3 separate regions of the Danio rerio genome follow, and regions 1 and 3 are each linked to region 2. Evidence: chromatin contacts called from public Hi-C and HiChIP or PLAC-seq data. All regions are on one chromosome and are shown on one strand. The core of a region is the stretch at or near the end of the contact, and the rest is flanking DNA. Distances in the headings are between cores, read along the strand shown. Region 1 overlaps auts2a (activator of transcription and developmental regulator AUTS2 a). Region 2 overlaps auts2a (activator of transcription and developmental regulator AUTS2 a). Region 3 overlaps auts2a (activator of transcription and developmental regulator AUTS2 a).

What was found. Hi-C and Micro-C count contacts between places; a contact is called where the count stands out from the background. HiChIP or PLAC-seq counts read pairs in DNA pulled down with a chosen protein or histone mark.
Region 1: a contact with region 2 is called in an H3K4me3 HiChIP or PLAC-seq map of embryo, with 5 times the contacts expected there. The contact joins two enhancer-like sites. A contact is called at or near these places in 2 of 4 datasets of contacts at active chromatin or transcription factors (caudal fin and embryo).
Region 3: a Hi-C map of embryo shows a contact between it and region 2, with 2.8 times the contacts expected there. The contact joins two enhancer-like sites. A contact is called at or near these places in 5 of 18 Hi-C or Micro-C datasets (caudal fin, embryo and fibroblasts) and 2 of 4 datasets of contacts at active chromatin or transcription factors (caudal fin and embryo).

Annotation. Positions count from the first base shown.
Region 1 is chr10:32,397,843-32,401,506 of GRCz12tu, reverse strand. All of the region lies in intron 7 of auts2a (activator of transcription and developmental regulator AUTS2 a), which reads left to right. Among named protein-coding and RNA genes, the nearest start is that of cxadr, 390 kb to the right of the region's middle. Within about 2 kb of position 1,871, at least 7 of the 62 cell types and tissues checked have an H3K27ac peak or open chromatin away from gene starts, as enhancers often do.
Region 2 is chr10:32,127,248-32,131,077 of GRCz12tu, reverse strand. The region is part of intron 9 of auts2a (activator of transcription and developmental regulator AUTS2 a); the gene reads left to right. Among named protein-coding and RNA genes, the nearest start is that of cxadr, 120 kb to the right of the region's middle. Within about 2 kb of position 1,832, at least 8 of the 62 cell types and tissues checked have an H3K27ac peak or open chromatin away from gene starts, as enhancers often do.
Region 3 is chr10:32,453,305-32,457,187 of GRCz12tu, reverse strand. The region is part of intron 6 of auts2a (activator of transcription and developmental regulator AUTS2 a); the gene reads left to right. Among named protein-coding and RNA genes, the nearest start is that of auts2a, 400 kb to the left of the region's middle. Within about 2 kb of position 2,292, at least 10 of the 62 cell types and tissues checked have an H3K27ac peak or open chromatin away from gene starts, as enhancers often do.

The sequences.
Region 1 (3,664 bases), core at 622-3,121, 270 kb before region 2:
GCAATTTACACAACTATAAGAGCAGCAATGAATAAGTGCTGTAGCCAAGTTTTAGGTATGTAAAGTGTAAGAGGCAAAACATTAGTAATTTTTTTAATACTCTCTCTCTTTCTCTCTCTCTCTCTCTCTCTCTCTCTCTCTCTCTCTCTCTCTCTCTCTGTATATATATATATATATATATATATATATATATATATATATATATATATATATATATATATTTTTTTTTTTTTTTTTTTTTTCATCATTCATTTTCCTTCAGCTTAGTCCCTTTATTCATCAGGAGTCGCCACAGCGGAATGAACCACCAACTTACCCAGAATATGTTTTACACAGTGGATGCACTTCCAGCTGCAACCCATTACTGGAAAACATCAATATACACTTATTCACACACATACACTACGGCCAATTTAGTTTATTCAATTCACCTACAGCGCATGTCCTTTGACTGTGGGCGAAACCAGAGCACCCGGAGGAAACCCACGCAAACACGGAGAGAGCATGCAAACTCCACACAGAAATGGCAACTGGTTCAGTCAATCCATATATTTATTATTTCTTTTACAATGTCTTCAATATCTTTCAAACTGCAGAAATGTCAATAAATATCACTTTGTTAAACTGCAGAATTAAAAAGTCGACAGAGCAAAGATCAAGTTCCCATTATGCATTTCATGTCCATAAATAAACCATAAAAACACATGTGAATCACTAAATACAGAAACTGTTAATGGACAGATTTTTCTACAGTGAACGTTTGTGATTTACCAAGAAAAGTTTGGTGAAAGCAGACGGCAGCTGACTTACTTACAGTACATAACCTTACATAATTGTGTCATATTTACAGAAGTTACATTTTTATTTCCTTACTAACACTTTATATTTTATTAATTTTGAAATATTTCCTCGATTTGTTAACTACAACACCTTTACTAGAGCCATTTACTAGCACACCACCCTTGAATCCAGTCCAGTAAAGCATTATCCAGTCATTCACCAACTAACCTTGTTCTATTCTTCTCCAAATTCCTCTTCCTTTCACCCACAGATGGAAGGAATGGAGTTAGACAGAAACAGACAAAAACTGCTGGCAGGGACTAGATTGTCTCATTCTCTTTGTCTTCTTTTCAGATCAGAGTGTGTATTGTAATGCCATTTAAATGCTCGTCGTTTCCTCTACTTTCTTTTTTCAGATAGCTTGGAGGAATCTCTCTCTTGCTGTCGTTCTCTCTCCGTCTCCCTTTAGTGTTAAGGTCAGTTCATCATAGTGAGTTGAATAAGTGGAGCCTGAGGGAATCTTAACAAAGGTCTTATTCTGATTGGATAATGACAGCACGGGGCCCAAGGAGCAAGAGAAATCGCTAGTTGCCATAGCAATAAGAGACCAATGTGGGTACCATATTCTGAATGTGCAAGAACGCCGCAGAAAGACAGAGAAAAAGAAAAGATTTTTATTTTGACTCCTGTATAGACTGCATATTTTCGTTGGCACTCACACACTCAGTCAGAATGAAAAGCACCCTTACCCTCCAAGTTGTCATATACATTGCTTTTCACAGAAAATACCTCGCCCTAGCTAAAATAAACGCAACCTTGCCCACCAGGATACAGGCATCAGTCGCTTTCATAAACACCAGCGCAAGCTCACTTCTCCTGGGCCTACAAATCACCCTGACCTGGAGCCTCTGTGTGTGTGTGTGAGCTGCCACAACCCTATTCCCCAAGCCTATGTTGTAAATATACCAGACTTCTTTCTCCTCCTGACGTTTTTTTTCTTCCTCTCGCTTGTTTGGCTTCCTCAGAGGCAACTCATGTTTTCACTCCTTAATGATCCTTCCTTATGATGGATAGAGACTGCCTTGCTCAGGCCAAGTAGCACCGCCGTGTCTTCAGCAGAACCAGGTGCTGACGGAAAGGCTGTGTGAGGTTCTCCTGGGATGAGAGAAAGTGGGAGGAGATGTTGGAAAGGTCTCGAATTGTGAGGTTGTAGGCCTGGTTACTCTCCATTTCTCTTCTCAAAGCGTGGAGGAAACTGTACAGCACTGCCAATCAAATCGGTCTCTGTTGTGCTGGATCTGCAACATTGACTTGTGGCTGCTGCTGTTTTAGAAATGCAGTGAGCTGCAACAAGGGGGCGCATGAAGTTATAGTTTATTTTGAAAAATAATCGCATCTGATGAATGGTTGCTACTGTATAAAACTTTTGTGAATTTATGTATAACTCACATTTTATTTTTTTCATTCAAACATAAGTAAGGGATAATCATTGGCTTTCTGTTCCTTAAAAGATTTTAATGCAGGATGTGGAGGCGGAGGACCACATAACGCAGCGGAGAACAAATAATACACCTGAGAACAAATAATAGTTTCACAAGTCCAAATAATGACCGTTAGATAGACACAAGATTAATTATATATCACGTTTTAAACATCAGAGATGCAAGAGATGACTAATATAAAGCTTCGCTCACGGGGGAGCTGTTGGCAGAGCTGCCGCTGAGCGACTGGAGCTCAAAGTCGAAATTTTTAAAACCTCGATATTCTTATACATAAACTGCCAAGTTAACTTTAAAATAACTATATTCTTGCTTGAAAAACTTGCTTCTTGCTTGATTTTGTGGCATAATTGATATGCATTTTTCTAATTTTGTGGATTTCCCGTCCACCATTAACAGTTCTTATTGGTTTCCTGTGCAACACATGCGATTTGCTAAGGTAACTCCAAACCTTTGAGAGAAGCACATTTATTTCGAACTGTAATCAAAACTGACTGGAACTATCTGTGAGTTTCAACAAAATAAGGCACACCCTCCAGCCAATCAGAATCAAGAATTTCACCAGACCATGGAAAAATGTTAAATAAGCCACTGGTATAAAAGTTTTCTATTATACCAGTGGCTTATTTTACATTATTGTACATTATATAAAATGTTTGTTGTAGAAGTTAGTTTTTTGTGAGTATGTCTTTGTCAAGCCCGCTCACCAGTGTAGAGCACACTCCGAATTGCACAATGTTTTGCAAGAAGTATAGGCTGCTTATATGAAGATGTCTGGTGCATGTGGAGAGGAAAAGTGTGTGGTGTCTACAGGAGGTTTGTCAAACCCACTCACCTCTAACACACTAAGAATTGCAGAATGTTTTCCTAGAAACAGGGTATATTGATATGAAAGTGTCTGGTGCATACAGAGAGGTGAGAGTGCATCACCTACTGTAAAGGTGGTTTGGATTTTAGTCTTCAGCTCTCTTTCGATAAAATATTTAATTGCTTAATGCATAAATTTAAATGGAACTGTTATTTCATTCATTCATTCATTCATTCATTCGTTCGTTCGTTCATTTATTTTCTTTCAGCTTAATCTCTTATTTATCAGGGATGAAATCAGCAAATTATATACTTTTGGCAAAACATTTTAATACATACAACTCTATTGCTAGGTTCACACAACATCACGTTTCTTATGTTATGTTATTTAACTGATTTTGTGATTTTTACTTAAACTAATTGTTTGTCATGCTGTGGACAAGTACCATCCCTGCCTTTAAAGAGATAGTTCACTCAAAAATGAAAATCCTGTCATCATTTACTCAGTCTTTACATTCCAAACCTGTTTGAGTTTCTTTTTTTCCCGGTTGAACACAAAGGAAGGTATACTGAAGAAT
Region 2 (3,830 bases), core at 583-3,082:
TTTAGTAGAATAACTTAAAGCAGATGAAACTGGAAGTATTTAGATAAAAACTAAAATCCTCAACATCTAAATTCTTCATCTAAAATATGGCTGGATAAACATAAAAACTAGGGATGCAACTGATCACAGTTGATCTGTGATTCGTACAGATCACAACCCACTGTTCGGAACACACAACCAGCAAATTAATACAGTTTTTTTTACTTGTAGAATGATTTTGTATGTATCGATCACAGAAAGATCGCTTCTCGTGTCATTCAAATCACAAATGGAAGAAGTTGTGGTGGTTGTGGTTCTCAGAATGTAGTGGGTTTTTTAGGTTATTAAAGGTGTTTTCTGTCACTGCTTGTTTAATGCATTCAGTGTAACCTGCACGATTGATCATTGAAAGATCAGGATCTCAACACCCATGCAACATAAATTGTAAATTATGTTGATTTGCATATGTTTATTAATTCTTCGAATCGCTGCGTTCAAATCTGAAAATGCAAAAATCAAGGAAAAAATTTAGTCTTTAGTCTTGAGATAGTAATGAAGTTACAAACAGTCAAGTAACACAAAAGCATTTGAATAACAGTTTATAGTTTTGATATAACCACTGATGTTTATGGTAAAGATTACAATCACCGTCACATGCATTTAATGATGCTTAAAAATGAAATATGTAGGCAACAATTACATTATTTAGACAATAGGTGGCGACAACCAACCATCAAAAATATGCCACTGAATAATTCTTCAAAAATGACACATCTAACAATGAAACATAGTTTTATGAGTGAATAACTGAATCCTCTACTGAAAATGAGACAAAAAATAAATATGGGTTGTACATATTATAATGTTAGATATAAACATTTAGCATCATCAGAAACAGCAGTTGTAACAGTGAATTTTTCACAGGACTGAATATTTTACTGTTTATTTTTATTCAGCTGATTATTTATTTTATTTTTAATAATATTACAGGTTTTATGTTCTGTTTGTTATAGCCAAAGGTGTCTTGCAGTACTGTTTTTGTAATAAATAGAAAGCAAATTACATTTGTCTCCTCCCCTTTTTGGCTGATCCGAAAAATAGTCCAATCCGTGACTAATAAAACCATAACGTGATCTGAAATGTGAGATTTGTGATCTGTTACACCACTAATAAAAACATAACATTTTTACATCTGCAATATTTTATTAATGCAGAAAAGTGTTCATGTAATGATCTTGGGCCATTTTGTTGCTTGGCAACAGCCTAAAGTTGAGCTAACACCCGGTCTACACTGGAAATGAGCATCTCGTCACAGCTTGACAGTCGTAGACCTATTTTATTATGATCGACAAAGCTGTTTTCTGGCCTGGTAAATGCCACTCTCATCTAACATTAGTATCTCATCTCTTACACAGACTCTCAAGGTTGTCTGTTCGCGTTGCCTTGTTCTATGCTGAGTAACCAATTGAAATGAATGATTGATGAAGTCAAAGCTTCCTGTTCTTTTTATTTTTCCTCTGAGGATCAATGAAAAACATCTTTCTTTATCTGTTTTTGTAGAAGTTATTTTACCAATCAGCTCCGCTAGCTTTCCACAAGCTAAACTAGAAGTATATCAGCAATATCGACATACTTCTGTAGATATGTCTTTTATCGTTTCTATAGAGACAGGCTGTAATTTATGGCTTGTTAAAATGTGTGTGATGAAAGATGGGCTGTAATTCATAGCGCACTGTGTTTGTAGTCTGCAGTGATGTCTCATCCCCTGACACACAAACACATAGAGGTTAACACACCATGGGCAACATCCAGATTTACTGCCCAGGGCCAGCAAACAATAGCACCACCCACTCTCAGACAGACTGCCCAGTGATGCGTGAGTGTGTGTGTGTGTCTCCTCACGTATGAGTAAGCATTGTTGTATAACCATATGATTATTGTTTTTCCAGCAGGCTTACTGTAAGTGGTTTTATTGCCACAGGGAACGGGAGTGTGTTTTAAAACAGCTTTAACTAGAGTCACACATTAGCGATGCTGGGAGGAGAGGTGGAGATGCAGTGAAAAAAATGATGAATTGGAAGTCAGACAGTCATTTAACGCTATCCATCATCTCAGGCCGTTCCGCTTGTAGTCATAACACGAACACACTCCTACACTCTCTCTCAATCTGTCCCTCTCTCTCAAAGAGGTCATTCCGAGGTTGTTCCCAAACCCCAGAGGTTGAAGGACTAAAGTAAATTCATCCATCTTGGTGACTGGAGGAAAGAGAGGAAGAAAGAGGGGCCAGGGAGACAAGAGACATTGTGTAAACACTGCTATATCCGACATGCCATGCTAAACGCAGGGAGTCTGGAAGCCATCAAGCTAAATAAAGGTCAAGTACAAACATTTAAATGGGCCACACTCCAGAGATAAAAGTATCGCCTACTGAGGGCCACAGGGCAACTGCTAGCAATGCTTTTTGACTTCTTCATCAGAGATGAACTGGGAAAAGTTTCTTGAATCACTCGTCGCGTCACCGGTAATCTTTGCCGTTTATAACATACACATTATCATGTAAATAAATACACGATATTCAAACATTAACAATTTTCAATCACTGGAAGTTTAGAAAAGATACTAGTTGTTATTTCTGCTTAATCTTAAAAGTCTGTATTTAAAATATCTGGTAGTGGACAGAAGGTAGTTCACAGACATAAATGAACGACAAACTGAAATTCATGCTGTGGTCGAAACACAGTGTGATGAATAATCACATAAGCTTTTGGTTACTGTTTCCTCTGTGATGACCATTTATTTTGTTTTTTCTCCCCTCATTTTCTTTCTTTTCAGCTATAAATTTTATATAATTTCCCAGATCTTTACATTTTTTTTGTTGAGGTATGCATATGGAAGTTAGAGTGTGCACAGTGCATTCACACAGAAGGTGGTGAGAGCGTCAAAGTTCGCTCTGGTCACCCTGGTGACAACGCTGTCTGCTTTCACAGCTCTCGGTACGAGAGCGTCAAAATTCACTACATTGATGTCGTATTTAAAGGAGCCATTGCAGCATATCAGCAAATCAGTTACATTTCCACATTAAACATGCTTTCTAGCTTGAAAATGTTGCGCACTTCTTACCAAATTTATTTAACAATGGAAGGTCAAGTTGCATGTGCTGTGGCTTTGCTCCACTTATCCAATATGTGTCCATATGCCTGAAATATTCTGAAGCACCAATACTGCTTTGTACTGTCACATGAGATTCCCGCTTTTTTAAAGAAAAAAATATAACATTAATGCACATCAGTAACTCGCCAGTAACACTTTTTTAATGTATGTCCCTGTAAGAAAACATTGTAAATAATTGGATTGGATTGGTTCCATTGGGAACAACTGTGGTCGGAATCAAAGTTCACAGTGACTGTGATCTCTGGACTTCTCTCAAGCGGTGGACTTTTACCCTCCGATTGCTTGCCGCCAAACCACGTCATAGCTAATTACCATAAAATTCATTCAATTTTAACTCTCCTCGACGCCCACAACGAAGAAGACGTGCTGCGCTGCTTATCGATACTAGCTCCCCGGCTCCTTTGACACTCTTGCCGCTTTTGGTGTGAACGCACAGTAAGAGATATGGCAGAATGATTTAACCTGGAATCAAAATCCTAATTAATTCAACATTTTAACTTGATTACAATTAATAAACAATTATTTTATTTATTTATTTAATGTTTTTATGTAGTTTATGTGCGCGGGTATGAGAAGGCTGCATCGGACCGTATGCATGTGCTTGGCATAAGTATAATATCAGAATAAAATAATTAATATAAATCATAACAGAAGTATAAATTAGCCTTAACAGAGCAGGG
Region 3 (3,883 bases), core at 1,043-3,542, 330 kb before region 2:
AAGGGCATCCGCTGCGTAAAAAAAAAAATTGATGGATAAGCTGGTGGTTCATTGCGCTGTGGCAACCATAGGTTAATAAAGGGACTAAGCTGAAAAGAAAATAAATAAATGAAAATTGACCATGTTTAAACTGTGAAGCTGTGTGCAAGAAGGGGCTTTTTTGTCTCAGAACTTTTTTACATTGGCCCCAATATGCGTGTGTTTTTCTTTCCTGCCTTTATTGAGTCTATTATTGAGTCTATTCTATTGTACACTCTGGAGGTCTGTCTCTTAAAAAGAGGAATAGACTGAGTCAGATTATTTGGTGGTCTAACAGGTTGATTGGTGAATCAGTTGACTTTTGAATTCCAGATAGCCCAGGACATTAGAAGCTTTAGCTCTCATCCCCTGAGAAGTTTAACCTACTCTCTTCCAGTTGAAAGTTTCAGATGCTGTAGAACAAAACGTTACAGGAATAGCTTTGTTTCATCATCAGTTGACACTCTGAATAAATTGTAATATTTTATAAAGTATTTTTTTTTTTACATGTACAGTTTTTTTGTGTGTATATGTGTGTGTGAACATGTGTATGTGTGATTTAATTGTTTGTATCAAATGTCAAATTGATACAGTCCACTGAACTGAACTGAACTGAACTAAATTGCTAAATTGCTACATATTTGGATCAATTACATTTTATTTTATTTTTTGTCCAAAATAATTGAACCGAATTTTTGAATGTTTTTTAATGGTTATTTTTATATATTAAAATGTTATTATTATAGTAACACTTTAAGGTGTCCCTTTTACAATTTATAACAAAAACAAATTAGATAAACATGCATACAGTGTGTCACATGCACTGTATATAACATTTATTCTGTTTTGTTTTTTTCAGCAGCATGTTTGGTTCATAGATTTTTAAATGAACTGTTTTTACAGACTATCTGGAGGGGGCTTTTAGACTAATCAAGTAATAAGTTGTAGTAATTGTCGGCTGGAAGGGCATCCGCTGCGTAAAACTGTGCTGGATAAGTTGGCGGTTCATTACGATGTGGCGACCCCGGATTAATAAAGGGACCAAGCCGACAAGAAAATGAATGAATGAATAACACTTCTTGTGTTTTTTGGGGGGACAACTTAATTGTTTCATGTTCATTCCACTTCAACTTCATATTGTCCCAACACAAATCGATTATGTGCAACCAAGCATTTTTTACAGTGTATTTAAACTTGTCATTGCTTTTTAGAGTCATTGCGTACATCCCTACCTAAAATAATCCTCTAACATTTTTTTTTACATGATTTATAAGTCTTTATAATTTATAATCTTACATGAAACTTTGTCTTAAATTATTATGTTTTCTTTGAAACAACTTGTATATTGACGTAAACAAGGCTAGATGGAAAGAAAAAAAGCCTTTGATACTTATTCTCACTGCATATTAATTATTAATCTCCAGTAATCTTTAGGATATTGCACTTTGATTACATACTATAATGTTTTATGTAAAGCTTGATAATGGGAAAATCAAATGTGTACAACGTGTTCCAGAAGTTTTTGCATGATTTATTAGACTATTTCATAGTCTTATAATAACATGCAACTTCTTATTTTATGTTAATAGAGATAAATTGACTTAAAAAGTGAGTAAACATGTTGTAAACGTGATTTAGTTGAATTTAATTAAACAAGTGATTAAACTGTGCTGTTTTGAAAGTGATTAGTTGACCTTACCTAAAAAAAAGAAGAGCAAACCTGTTACCTTAAATTATTAAGTAAATATGCATAATTAGGTCAAGTCAACTTGCAGGTTACAACAGGTTTGCTCTTCTTTTTTTTAAGTAATTTCCGTAAAATCCCTTTTAAATGTCTAAAATAAAATCCCATGTTCATTGGAGAAAAATCTGAAGAAAAATTACATCCTATATACCTAAATATGCAGTGAAAGGTTAGTTCCATCTCATGTTAATTATGCAGTAAAAACCGACTTTTTCCTCCCTTACTTGGCTCTCTCTGCTCTAAAGGGTAGCCAAGGCCACGTTTAACTTTCTTAGTGGTGTCATAACGCAGTAAATCCTGATTTGTCAGAGGCAGTAAAAGAGTTATCTGGAGGAGCTGTAAATCATGTTTAGCTCAGCCGACTGCAGCTTTTTACAGACACCTCTTTAAGTGTGCCGAGACGATATGATAAGAGATTCAGGCGTCTGAATACAAGCAGCGAACATCTTCAACGCATAACTCTTAGCCATACGCTACATCCTCTTCCATGGTGTTTACACAGCTTGTCATGCCGATATCAGTCACTCGCAGGGCATTCAATCTTATCAGCCCAGGCCAAGGTCCAGAGACATGCGTGATGTGTTTGTTTTCACCCCTCATTAGATGTAACAAAGCTTAATTAAGCCTCACTTATCTCCCAGACGTGCCATTCACGACCATGCCATTGATAGAGGCGGAAAAAACCTACGTATGCATATTTTTCTACACGACTGCATCTCTGGAGGATGTTTGTAGAAGACTCATCCTGGAATCATAGAACAGAAGGGGTCAAACAAACTGATAAAAGAAAAGCACCGATGCGAAGCATGCTGTTTCCAGTCTATCGCTTTGATGGTACAAGGAAATGTTTTTGTGCTCTATTTTAACCTAATTATTAACCTACTTAATCTTAATTTATCTTATCTTAACTTTTATTTTATCTTAATGTCTTTTTAAAATGCTTATTACTGCACACTAAAAAATGCTTGGTTGCTTCAATTTAAAGTTGAGGGAAATATGGACAAGTCTAGTTATTGGGTTAAGCATTTCTTTTAAAGACGTCCACTGTCATGTTGGAGTGATGTAAACACAATACTTATTTTTTTCTTATTTCCTGACGTTAAAATAGTAATTTTGAGGCCCGCCGCAATGTGACGTAGGAGTGTGGTTTTTCCCGCCCACTGAATTGAGTGACAAGCACCATGTTTCTATAATAACATGTACACACACATCCACAGAACATTTTTTTGCAAAGAAACTGGGATTAAAATATCTGTTTAAAACGTTTTAAAAACAGAGCATGTTTGTAATAAAGACAGTAAAATCTGTATGTTACTCTTCACCGATATAATCACTACGGCCGCATGGTGTTAGTAAACGTGCATATGTGTGTGTGTGTGTTTGTGTGTACTGCAAATGCCATTTGTGTGAGACTCATCATTTCAGAAAGACTTGAATAAACTCCACCACAAATACATGAAATAAACTTACTTAGTATTTTTGACCAATGAGCTGTATTTCAGCTTCATCCAAATCTTTCTCTGTCACTGACTGCTGTTTATCTGATGTAATGCAGGAGAAGCAGACACACACACGGGAACGGTGGACGAGGAGAAGCAGCTCATTTGCATTTAAAGCCACTGGCTTTAAATGCAAACATCTTTAAATTTAAATTTAAACATCTACACTGTACTCAAACACCTAAATGGGCAAATTCTGGAGGCTACAATAAATAATCTGATGGGTATTTTGAGCTGAAACATTACAGACACAATCTGGAGATATTAAAGGCTTACATTACATCTTGTAAAAAAGGTAAAATAGGTGCCATTGAAAAATGTGGGTATTTTACCCAGTTCGGCTTGAAACAACATACAACTAGAACATTATTTGCTTTTGTGACATGCATCTAAAATATTTTAATGCATGGCAATCCATTTATTATCACTTATATGTTTGACCCTGAACCACAAAACAACAGCAGATTCAAACTAATATTTTTAAAATGAGCTAAATCAACACAATTCTTGATGTTTTTTTGTGATAACTTAGATGGATGTACATACTGTATGGATGGCAATGATTGATTATTTGTATGCGAGAAATCACAAGAATATTAAGCAATGTCCATGTTTCTTGAAG